2 separate regions of the Mus musculus genome follow, and region 1 is linked to region 2. A link is a contact called in public HiChIP or PLAC-seq data. All regions are on one chromosome and are shown on one strand. Each heading gives the region's core, a stretch centred on a gene start, on an enhancer-like site or on the middle of the called end of the contact. The rest is flanking DNA. Distances are from core to core; before and after follow the strand shown.

Region 1 (5,856 bases), core at 2,882-5,381, 730 kb after region 2:
TATACTCTTGGACATAGCTGCAAAGGACACTGAGGAATGTGGTCTCTAGCTAAGCAGGCATTGCTCCTCAAAAAAATAGTAGAGCTCCTGTCACAAAACACTATCGAGGAAGAATGGCCACAATGGGAGGGTGGTAGTCTCTCTACATGTATTGGTTTCAACTATTGCCATGTAAGGATCCAGAAGGACTCTTCACATCAAAAGGTGTGGCTAGGCAGCTCATGGTCCTGAGAGGAGACTCTCTTACTATTTCTTTGTAAACAGACAAAGTATCAGACTGCCTCCTAATATTTACCTCTATACCCACGAATTAGACAGGTCTCAGTCCTCATCAGAGAGGCCTCTTTCCAGAACAGACAGTGATTAGCAGAGTCACACATCTGATCCAAAGGAAGAGAATGTCTGTGGGCTGACAGTCCATAAATGGGGTTTCCACATCACACCATCTGCTCTCAAATCTTAAGGAACATGGAGGGAGAGGGAGTGGGCAGACGGCAAACGCCAGAGATAAAGGAGGCATTCTAGGAATCTAGGAATCGTGTCTCCCAGACACAGCCGGACTATTGCATCGTGAACTCCCAGCAGCTGTGGGTAAGGGCACAAGACCTGCACCAAATCAAGCCAGTCAACATCAAGCAAGAGGAGGAAGGGCTTGGGAGGACCCAACCCCTAACCGAGGAGCCAGTTTTCTTCAGGGCTGTGGCCTCTGATAGGTTAACCATGCTCCTACCATGCAGATGCACGTTTGAGCAGCACTGACTGGGTCTGAGTGTATTGTAAAGAAGAAAGACACAAAGTCAGAAGCAGGTCTGGGGGCAGGATCTGGGAGCAATAGGAGGGGGGAAGATGGTGGTAGTTGTGATCAAAGTACACTGCATACTTTTACGAAATTCTCAAAGCGTTAAAAGCAAAGCGTGCCAGCGTATTAAGTGCTCGGTGCTGTGGCTATATACCAAGATGCATGAGACATGTGATCACTGTCTCCATCAAACGTGTACAATTACAAGTAGCTATCTAACTAGGCATTAACTAGACTATGTGATGTGTTTTCCCACTGAATGTCTTAAATCTTTCACTATTTAAGTTGATATCAAAAGAAGTAACACACAAGCTACATGAGATTTGTTCAAAACATTGTGGAGAATTTAAGTCTGGGATGAGCAAAAAAGAGAAAGAAAAGACTTGGAGTCTGTATGTGTGGAAAGAGCTGAAACCAGGAGTCCGTGCTGGCATGGCCTCAGCTGCCGCCTCAGAGGGCTTGCTCGGCCATCTTGAGCTCCCCACATGTGGGTCTGTAGATTATTATTAGTGTGACCAGGGCACCAAGCAAGCACACGTTTGTGGTACTTTCTGGCTCTTTGCTAGAGCTGGAGACAAGGAAAGACTTCTTTATCTGATTTTAAAGTAATGTCTAAAACTTTTATAGTCTCTTATTGAAAGATCAATGGTAAATTAAGGATGGATCTTTCCACCTCAATTAACTTAACCTTGGAAGTTTCGCACAGATATGCTCAGAGATCTCGCTCCTGCACGCTTCTGAATCCTGTCATGTTGGCAACCAGTGTCATAGTGGTTCATTACAAATCTCAGTGAAAACTCTGCCACTCTGCACTGCAATCGTATTTGGCTCTAGGATTAACTATCTCTTATCCCCTTTAGGGTGGATGCTGTGTTTCTTACATCAACAACTTAGATGTCTTTTTTTTTATAATTTATTTTATGTATATGGGTGCTCTATTGGCATATATACCTGCATGCCAGAAGGGAGCATTGGATCATATTATAGAAGGTTGTGAGCCACTATGTGGTTGCTGGGAATTGAAATCATGACCTCTAGGAGAGCAGCCAGTGCTCTTAACTGCAGTACATGTGTATGTCAAAGGCTGATGTGGTCTCCGTGTGACATGAGATTTCAGAGGTATACCTCTCATTGACTGAGGACACAGAAAGCTCATGAGAAGAGTTGGGCAATTTAGAAAGTGATTGGTGCTTGTGGTCAGATGTGGCAATGCAACAGGAAGAACCTGAGCCAACAGAGACGGGCAAGAAAACAAAAAAGGGCTGTAAAGACCCTCACGTCCTGGACGACCTGAGCCGGCGAGGGCTTCCTAACAGGTCTTCAGTGTGAGCATAGGAGGTTCTGCCATGGTGGCCCAGCATTAGCTCTTTGGAAATCAAGGCAGATGTTGATGGTGGCACTGAAGACAAGGGCTCTTACCTGCAAGCTCTGCTTCATGGTCATGGCCGGTAATACAGTTCAGGGTATACAGCCTGAGATGGGTCCAGAGTCCCCTCTTCCCTGGGACCTGGATTCTTCTCAGCACTCTTTCCCTTGCTCTTGAGGCCTCGATAAAATATCAAACTGAAAGAAGAGACAGCACGGCAGAAATGGATCTCCTGGAAATGTGTTCTCAGTGCCTACGCTGGAGCTCAGGGTGCTGCAGTGACACACCAGAGGTCGTTGGGGTTGATAAGATGGATGCAACTAAGAATCACAGCAGCCATGACTTACGTGTGCCTATAGGTGTGCATGGAGGTGTGCATGTGTGCAAACCATGCATCCAAACTCATAGACAGGGCTGCAGAGACAGCTCAGTAGTCAAGGACACTCCCTGCTCTTGCAGAGGACCTGAGTTCAATTCCTGGCACCCACATCAGATGCCTCACAACTCCCTGTAACTTCAGCATAAGAGGGTTCTGATACTTCTGGTCACCTGCACTCATGTGCACATACCCCCGACACACATGTAATTAAAAGTAAATCTTATGTGGAGGCAGTATGGAAGGCTTCCTGGCTTCAGGCCAGCCATACTCTACTGTAGAGAGAAAGTCTTCAGCCCACATCTAATACAATGTAGCAGGGCCAGATCATAATGTTGCTTCTTGTTTCTTCTCTTCCAGTCTGAAATTCTGCATCCCACTGGACTGATGTTTATTTTCCAGGAAAACATGAGGTGAGTTTCAATGAGCGGGATTTCTGTTCTGGCCACGCATGCTCAGGTGTGCTCAGGGGTGGAGCCCAGGAAAATAGCTTAGAGCCACTCGCTGTATGTCCTGAAGAAATGGCAAGTCACAGTGGCCATACAGATAGCAGCTTTCAGAGTAGGCACAGATCTTTCTTGTGTCTACAACCCATGCTGAGCCTGGAGGGCAGCGCCATGGGTCTGTAGCTCTTCCTGATATGGAGAGCAAGCTTGCCTCCTGATCAGTCAGGCCAACCACTACAGCCCCCTCTCAGTACTTAAAGCAGATTCAGACTACATACCTCAAAAGGGTCAAAAAACATTGAACCAGAATGCTAGAGTCAGAGAGAGCCACTGTTCAGAAATATAGGTCCTGAGACCCAGCAATGTCTGCCACAACCTCTCCCAACCTACCTCACACTCACTACCATCATCACCAAATAAAAAGGCGACATCAAGGATACGCATGAACAAGCAGAGAAGCCACATGTGGAAGGCACAGAGTGGGCAGAAATGAACGGCCATGGTAACTCTTGAAGGCACGTAGAAACCTCACATCATCAGAGGAACTATGTTTTTACTGAGTTACAGTCTACCAGTTACCAGCAGCATGGGGTTCCCCCACCCACTCCCCAGGGCAATGGCATCTATTTACGGTGACAAAAAGATTTGTCTTGGACAAGGAGTTAGTTTGGATAAGGCCAACGCTTCCAAACATCACTTCAGTAGCATGTAATGGATTACGTGTAAATTTCAGCGCTTTGGTTAAGCCTCTTGCCTCAGAAGGTCATTGGCACAGAAAACGAAAAGTGGAGCTGAATATTTAAGTAAATATATACATGCAGAGCTATGCAAGTTATAGGAGAAGAGGGGAGAGGAAAGGGGACATTTCCCTAGATGCCATGTGTCTGCAGGAGGCTGGACCCGGCTGGGCGCAGACCCTCCATCCTAAAACAGCTCTCTGTTCTATGGGCCCTGTGGTCTCCGAGCAGAAGCTAACTTTTCTGGCTCAGGGTCTGTAACTGAGTTGTGGTGTAAGGTGCTGAGGAGAAGTGACTACAGAAGGCCTATTTAGCCCTTCCTGGCAAGGACACGGTGGAGGAGGGCAGGGAAAGTCTGCTGCTCTTGTAGAGGATTTCCTTACCAGGATGTGGAAAACAGTCTTTCTGTCACGTGTGGCTAACAGTCATCCAGCAAGACAAAGAGTGGTTTCAAGAGGCCCACGTCCACTCAGAGTGCCTGAGAACGCCATGACCAAGCCTCGGAGAGCAGAGCATGAGAGGACTCACAGCCCCGGCTTGGACAGGGAGAGCATTGTTGACAAGTGCATCGGATAAATATTCCTTAATACACTCTCCACCCGGGAAAATGTCGTCACCCGTTTAGTAGGTAAAGTCGACATGCCTGAGCAGAAGCGAAGCGAACTCATGAAAACACATCCCCAAAATGCCTTGAGAGATACCACTGCCTTTTTATAAAGGAATTTTTAATTTCATATATGTGTAGTATACTTATATATTTCCCATGTCCCCATAGTCTCCCAGTCCCTCTGAAATTCATGGCTTCTTTTTCTTTAATTAGTGTGTGTGTGCACGCATGCATGCACATATAAATATCCCACTGAGACCATTTAGTTACTACTTGTATGTGTATGCTTTTAGGGCTGACCACTTGGGGTTGAACAGCCAATTATGGGGTCTCATCCCTGGGGGAAACTAATTCTCTCTCTCAGCGATCACTGAATATCTGTAGTTCATCTAGGTATGGGGTCTTGCAAGGATTTCCCCATACATGATGGGACATGAACTGTGTTATAGTTAGTCAGGTCTGCTTTAGGCAAGCATATCGTGGACTCTCATGGGTGCAGTGTCCCTGACATACACAGGAGGCAAAATCTCCCAGCGACATCTTAGTCCTCTGGCTCTCACAATCTATCTGTTCCCTCTTCTGCAATGTTTCCAAAGCCTTAAGTATAGTGTCATGTTGTAGATATATCAGTTGGGGCTGAGTACCTGGCTGCCACTGATTCTCTGTACTGTGACCAGTTATGGGTTTCTGTAATGGTCTCATCTGCAGCCCCCCATCCCCAAAAGAAGTTCCTTTGATGAGGGATGAGAGCTACACTTATCTGTGAATAGGCTGCTTTTTAAATGTGGAGAGGGATGACCTCCCTATGAGGGAGAGGGATGACTTCCTGTGAAGGAGAGGGATGACCTCCTTACGAGGGAGAGGGATGATTTCCTGTGAAGGAGAGGGATGACCTCCCTGTGAGGGAGAGGGATGACTTCCTGTGAAGGAGAGGGATGACCTCCTTACAAGGGAGAGGGATGACTTCCTGTGAAGGAGAGGGATGACCTCCCTGTGAGGGAGAGGGATGACTTCCTGTGAAGGAGAGGGATGACCTCCTGTGAAGGAGAGGGATAACCTCCTTAAGAGGGAGAGGGATGACCTCCTGTGAAGGAGAGGGATGACCTCCCTGTGAAGGAGAGGAATGACCTCCTTAAGAGGGAAAGGGATGACCTCTTGTGAAGGAGAGGGATGACCTCCCTGTGAGGGAGAGGGATGACCTCCTGTGAAGGAGAGGGATGACCTCCTGTGAAGGAGAGGGATAACCTCCTTAAGAGGGAGAGGGATGACCTCCTGTGAAGGAGAGGGATGACCTCCCTGTGAAGGAGAGGAATGACCTCCTTAAGAGGGAAAGGGATGACCTCTTGTGAAGGAGAGGGATGACCTCCCTGTGAGGGAGAGGGATGACTTCCTGTGAAGGAGAGGGATGACCTCCTGTGAAGAAGAGGGATGACCTCCTGTGAAAGAGAGGGATGACCTCCCTGTGAAGGAGAGAAATGACCTCCTTAAGAGGGAGAGGGATGACCTCTTGTGAAGGAGAGGGATG
Region 2 (5,781 bases), core at 665-3,164:
CTTTGAGCCCCAGGATTCAGGGAGAAAAAAAAAGCAGCAGTCTCTATCAGTCATTCTCCATTCTGGGCCTTGAGTGACAGACTTCAGGTGTGGTGGCTCCCATGGGACCCTGGTGTCCTGAGAGTAGAGGGGTTTGTCTCTGTGGTCATCACCCTCCCTCACCTCCTGCTTTGTCTGGTGACTAAGGAGGTAATTGTAGCTTAGAGCAGAAGCTGTCTGGTTATCTTGTGCTCCTGACCCGCAGTGGTCCTCCGTGGGGGTGGCCGCCTGTGGGAGAACTGCAGGGAACTCACACGGCAAGACCTGCTCCTTTGCCAGCCTGTAATCTCAACTGTTATCTAACTCTCCTGAAAGCACGGTCTCAGGACCCCCCTCTGTAAAGTGTAATTAAAAAGTAAGCTGATGTAACTGTTCTTATCCATCTACCGGAGCAGCTCTGACACGGATAGACTTCAGGGAAGACAGCCATGGGAGGACTGCAGGACACAGGCAGAGGCAGGAGAGCTCTCTAGTCTCTGAAATGCACCTGGACTCGGGCCTTCAGCAGGGCAAGCCCTAGGTTGCACGGGCCTGGGAGGAAGGAGAAGACACTCAGAGGCCCCCACCTCCATCTCCATGCTCAGCGCTGGGTCTGAGCAATCCTGCATCTCTCACTTCTCCTAATGAGCTGTCCTTCTCCTGTTCCTGCCATGCTACATGTGATTGGCAGTGGTGCTGAGTATGTTTGCACAGAGTCCAGATAAACAGAGGCCTCTTGGAGGAGGCTGAGTGATGTCCCTGTAAAACCTGGCTGGACGGAGGAGTGAGAAAGCGAGCGAGTGAGTGATTGATTGGATGTCCTTCTCTGGGGTTCTCGGCTCGCAGCATCAACAACGATCTTTCTCCCTCCGTGCTTAGGAAAAGGGGGTAAAGAAAAGGCTCCATCAATCCCTAAACCTGAAGAGGAAAAAAAGAGCCAATTGGAGCTCTAGGCTGGCCTCAAGGAAAAGGGACCAAAGAGACAGCACAGGGCAGACGCTGAGCACCTGTGAGTTCACAGTTGTGTTTTAGCAAAGCACTGGCTGAGTGCCACACTCAAGAAAAGGTTACTTTCAAGTTGTTTGGGGGTGACTCTGTCTCTCAGCCACTGGGGTGTGTGACTGGGGAGGAGGAGGGGCGGCAGCTACAATCCAGGAATGGCCGAGTGAGCAGAATCTTGTCTACCAGTCACAAGTACCCATCAGCAAGCAGCCATGTACCTGCAGAGCACCGGCCTGGTCACTTACAAAGGGAGAGTTCTACTCATTCCAAATTCTGAGCACACCCCACCCCTCACCCCCATTTGCCCCCCTGGTGACCTCATCTCAGGCAAGGAGTAGGGAGCAGTGTGGCTACCTCCCTATCAACCCAAGACAACCTTCTGCCTCTGAGTCCTTCCCACATTTGGCAGTGGTGGGCCTTGTCCCTGGTCACCTAGGGACTGTCCTATGGGAAGCTGGTCAGGTGAGATCCAACTCCCCTCTCTCTGCTGTCTTCTATAGGAAAATCGCTTTTTCCAATGGGTTTTTGAGTCTTTCTTTTTAGTGTATCTGTTCAGCCCAGACACTGCTGTCTGTTAGGATACACTTTGGAGCCCAGAAAGAGAATCCCGGAACTGGGCAGATTGCTCTGTTGTCTCTTCCAGCCCCCCGGGGGGGGGGGCACCCCATTCCCTTCCTGTTCTCTTCTCCGTCCCCCACCCCCACCTCCCTCGCCAACACACACACACACACACACACACACACACACACACACACAGAGGGTCACCTCTGCTTCCTCCATTTTCTGTGCAGCTGCAGCTGAGGTATAGTAAGGCTACTGTATAGGACTTTGAAAGCAGGGCCGAGCAGGGCTTTCCAGACTCCATACAAGCCAGCTATTCTCTGCCTTGTTTTCTTTGGCTTCGGGTTAAGCAGCACCGAATGAGTCAAACAGTATTAACTTTCAATAGGGAAGTGGTGTGGTCAACCAAAGCTGTTTGTGGCTAGATTGTGGAGATAGGTAGGGCAGGTAATGAGGAAAGGCCCAGCATACGCAAGGGGGGGGGGGCAGCCTCACTCAGCAACGCTCTGGCAATTAAGTCAACAGAACTCACACCATCTTTTTTTTTCCAGTTGGCTGAGGAATTAACACCAAGGTCTCTGGCCGGCCAGCTTTGGGAAGTTGGCCATTAGGCTCGGACAATTGAGCACTTTGTGTGTTTACAGATTTTTTTCCCCTTTCTTCTTTTTTTTTTCTAAGGCTGCCAAAGTCATGGGAAATATAGTTTTGATGATTTCCCCTGCTTAAGCCACTCCACTCTGCATTTATTCCCGTCCCTTTGCAGCAGCTTGGGCTGGATGGGTCGATCCTCCCTCTGGCCCTACTCCATCTTGCTCCTCACTAGCCCCTCCCCCACACCCCCAGTGGCCATCTCTTCTCCATCCCCCTTTGGACACACTCCTCAGAGCAGGTCACCTGCTAGAGGCTGGAAGAGGATGCCTTGCAAGTTCAACTGCTCCTGGAAACATTGAATCAAGCGTTGAGTTCATCAGTGCCTTAGCCCTCACTACACCCTCCTCCCAACTTTGTAGATGACAAAACTGAAGTTCCAGCAGAAGCTGAGAATTGCACAGAGCCAGGTGGCAGGGCCTGAGGGCTTTCCATTGGGCACTGCCCCCTGCTCAGGACTCAGGAGCCCTGCTGAGAAGAACTCCGCCCTCCAGACTCAGATTTCAATGTTTTCCACTTCTTCCTCTCTGCACTCTGCTACTTATTTATTTTGAGAATGGCTGAATCACTCTCAGAGCAGAAAAGATTCTCTGATCCTGCCCCCAGCCAGTGTGTTGGCAGATGCACGGACTACCCAGTGGCCTCCAGAGCCTCAGCATCAAGTAGCTGAAGGGTTTGAGGCAGGCACGGGGCACAGGGTGGATCGGTTCACCTCCCAGAAACTGAATCTCAGGCACACACAGAGACACAGATACACACACACACACACACACACACACACACACACACACACACTGTAACACACACATTTATACACATACTCACACATATACAAACAGGCACACACACACAGACAAACACACAAACAGACATAAATATGCATACACAGACAGACATACACACTCACAGACATACACAAACACACACACAGACATAAATACACATACACAGACATATACACTCACAGATACACACAGACATACACAAACAGACATATACACTCACAGATACACACAGACATACACAAACACACCACACACACACACACACACAAACAGACATAAATACACATACACAGACAAACAGACATACACACTCAGACACACACTCACAGACGTACACACACAGACATAAATACACATACACAGACAGACATACACACTCACAAACACACACTCTCACATAGACACACACTCACAGACACACACTCACAGACACACACTCACACACAGACACACTCATAGACATAGACACACACACTCTCTAACACACATTCATACACATACAAACAGGCACACACAGACACACACATAGACACACACAGACACACATAAACATACACAGACACACACATAGACACACACAGACACACATAAACATACACAGACACACATAGACATGAATACACATACAGAGACACAGACACAGACGTACACTCTCACACTGTCTCTCACCCATACACCCTCACAGATATACATAGACACACAGATACTTACATACATACATACATACATACACCACACACACACACACACACACGCACGCACGCACGCACGCACGCACACACACACACACACACACACACACACACACACACACATACAGGAAATATAGACTCAGAAGCAGCAGGCTATCCTATGGTTTTGCCGCCATGAGAGCCGTATGCAGAAGAAAAACTATTTGGTCCTGGAAAAGAAAATGAATTTAAGCAAAACTCTGAACTGTGGATAAAGGCTGCTTCCTTTGTTTCCAAGTGCCTTAAAAAGTTTCTGGAGGGAGGCAAACGAGGAGGGAAAAGCCTCTCCAAGTCCAGCTTAACAGGGGTGGCTAATTTAAATGCGGACTTCTCCTGCATTCTCACCAATCTGACGAGACGAGACGGAACCTATCTTTCAGGCGGAGAGATAGTTCTGCAGTTAAGAGCACGTGTTGCTCTTCTAGAAGACCGGAGTTTGGTTCCCAGCACCGACATGGCAGCTCAGAACCAACTGTAATTCCAGTTTGAGGGGATGGAAGGACCTCTTCTGGCCTCCAGGGCACCAGGCATGCACGTGGTACACAAACATACAAGCAGGCAAAACACTCATGCACAAAATATAAAACAAGCAAGTCTAACAAAACCAAAATTATCTTTAAGAGAACAATCATTATTTTCCTTAAGATCACTAAGGATCTTGCCCAATACCTGTAAAACATTAGCAGTCGGTTTTCAGGTTGCTTTGTTTGCAAATATCTCATTCACATCTATTGTATTCCTATTACTTAGTGGATAGGCTATTTCTCTTACTTAGTTGATAAGCCACACTTTGATATATACCACTCAAATAAGACGAAACCCTATACAGTAGAGAGACTCCCCTCCCATGGTACTCATAGCTGACCCAGTAGAATTTTCTAGATGCTAGGAGCTTTGGTAGGTGACAGCAACATGGATGCCCAATGTTCTGCTGGGAAACAGAGCTACATATGACAGATAAAGCCTCTATCTGGACCCACCTGCCTGTTCTCTGAAGAGGCAGGCGCGATGCAGGTTTCACAAGGTGGTGCCTTGGTAAGGCTTGGGTTTGGTTTCTGGTGCTTCGGGATTTAAAGTGACCGTGAGGTCAAGTTGAAAGAGAAAAGGCTCCAAGTGCTGAGTCCTGTGGAACCAATTTGCCAGGTTTCCCCCTCATCTTTAAATAACTTGGTATTGGTAAATATTTGGTGAACACTTCGGCAGAATTCCATGTGATTCCTTTGGTAAATACAAGGTTGGGGATGAAGGAGACTGACTTGCCTGTGTTCCTGGTTTGTGCTTTAAATGTTACAGGGTGCTATGTGCAGGGCTATGTGAAGCACCCTCACATGGAAGTCTCCATGCATGGTATTGCAATCCCTGTGATGAAGGTTTGTTATCAGAGCCAAGACAGTGCGGAAGCTGGAGTCAGGCAGCTAGCCTCAGAGCAATGGCGCCCACCTGGTCTATCTTCCCCTTTGGAAGGTGGGCATCTGGAAACCCCTTCTACAGAGGGAAAAACAGGCACACAGCCAGTATGTATCAGAGGTCTGACTCCAATTCCCTCTCTTACTCCCTGTCGAACCCTCTGATTCTTTTCTGAAATTTGGGACTGGGGCCCCAGGAACAAGGTCAGATCAGGAGTAAAAATGTCCCTCCTGTACGTTTGCTCGTAGCATTATAAAATGAGTGGACCAGAAACGCCGTGAAGCCACCCCACAGGCAAGTAAGGCTGAGATACTCGGGTCAGAATTCCAAAAGGGACCATTAAGTCATCCTGAACTTACGAAGTGACTTATTTCAAATGTTTACATTTTTGCCTCAAATGACTAGAATATGACTTACCAGCCACGGCGTACAAAAGTAAAAAGATCCAGCAAGCAAATAAAATGCCCACTGTTCGGCATTTCAGGGCAGGCAAGTACGCTGGACTTTTTTTTTTTCAGTAACAGAGAGGGTTTTAGTCAATACTTGCTTTAATGGAACCTGGGCATATGGAATTCCTAGGAGCACAAAATTAATGCATCACCATTAATGGACTTCACAAGGGCCTGGGG

What was found. HiChIP or PLAC-seq counts read pairs in DNA pulled down with a chosen protein or histone mark.
Region 1: a contact with region 2 is called in an H3K27ac HiChIP or PLAC-seq map of oligodendrocyte precursor cells, with 6 times the contacts expected there. The contact joins two enhancer-like sites. A contact is called at or near these places in 1 of 39 promoter capture datasets (hippocampal neurons), 1 of 484 Hi-C or Micro-C datasets (bone marrow-derived macrophages) and 3 of 115 datasets of contacts at active chromatin or transcription factors (embryonic stem cells, oligodendrocyte precursor cells and pancreatic cancer cells).

Annotation. Positions count from the first base shown.
Region 1 is chr16:93,383,785-93,389,640 of GRCm38.p6, forward strand. No RefSeq gene overlaps it. Among named protein-coding and RNA genes, the nearest start is that of Mir802, 17 kb to the left of the region's middle. Within about 2 kb of position 4,132, at least 12 of the 459 cell types and tissues checked have an H3K27ac peak or open chromatin away from gene starts, as enhancers often do. A contact at or near this core is called in oligodendrocyte precursor cells, where this site is marked.
Region 2 is chr16:92,652,072-92,657,852 of GRCm38.p6, forward strand. All of the region lies in intron 5 of Runx1 (runt related transcription factor 1), which reads right to left. Among named protein-coding and RNA genes, the nearest start is that of Gm30224, 59 kb to the left of the region's middle. Within about 2 kb of position 1,915, at least 96 of the 459 cell types and tissues checked have an H3K27ac peak or open chromatin away from gene starts, as enhancers often do. A contact at or near this core is called in oligodendrocyte precursor cells, where this site is marked.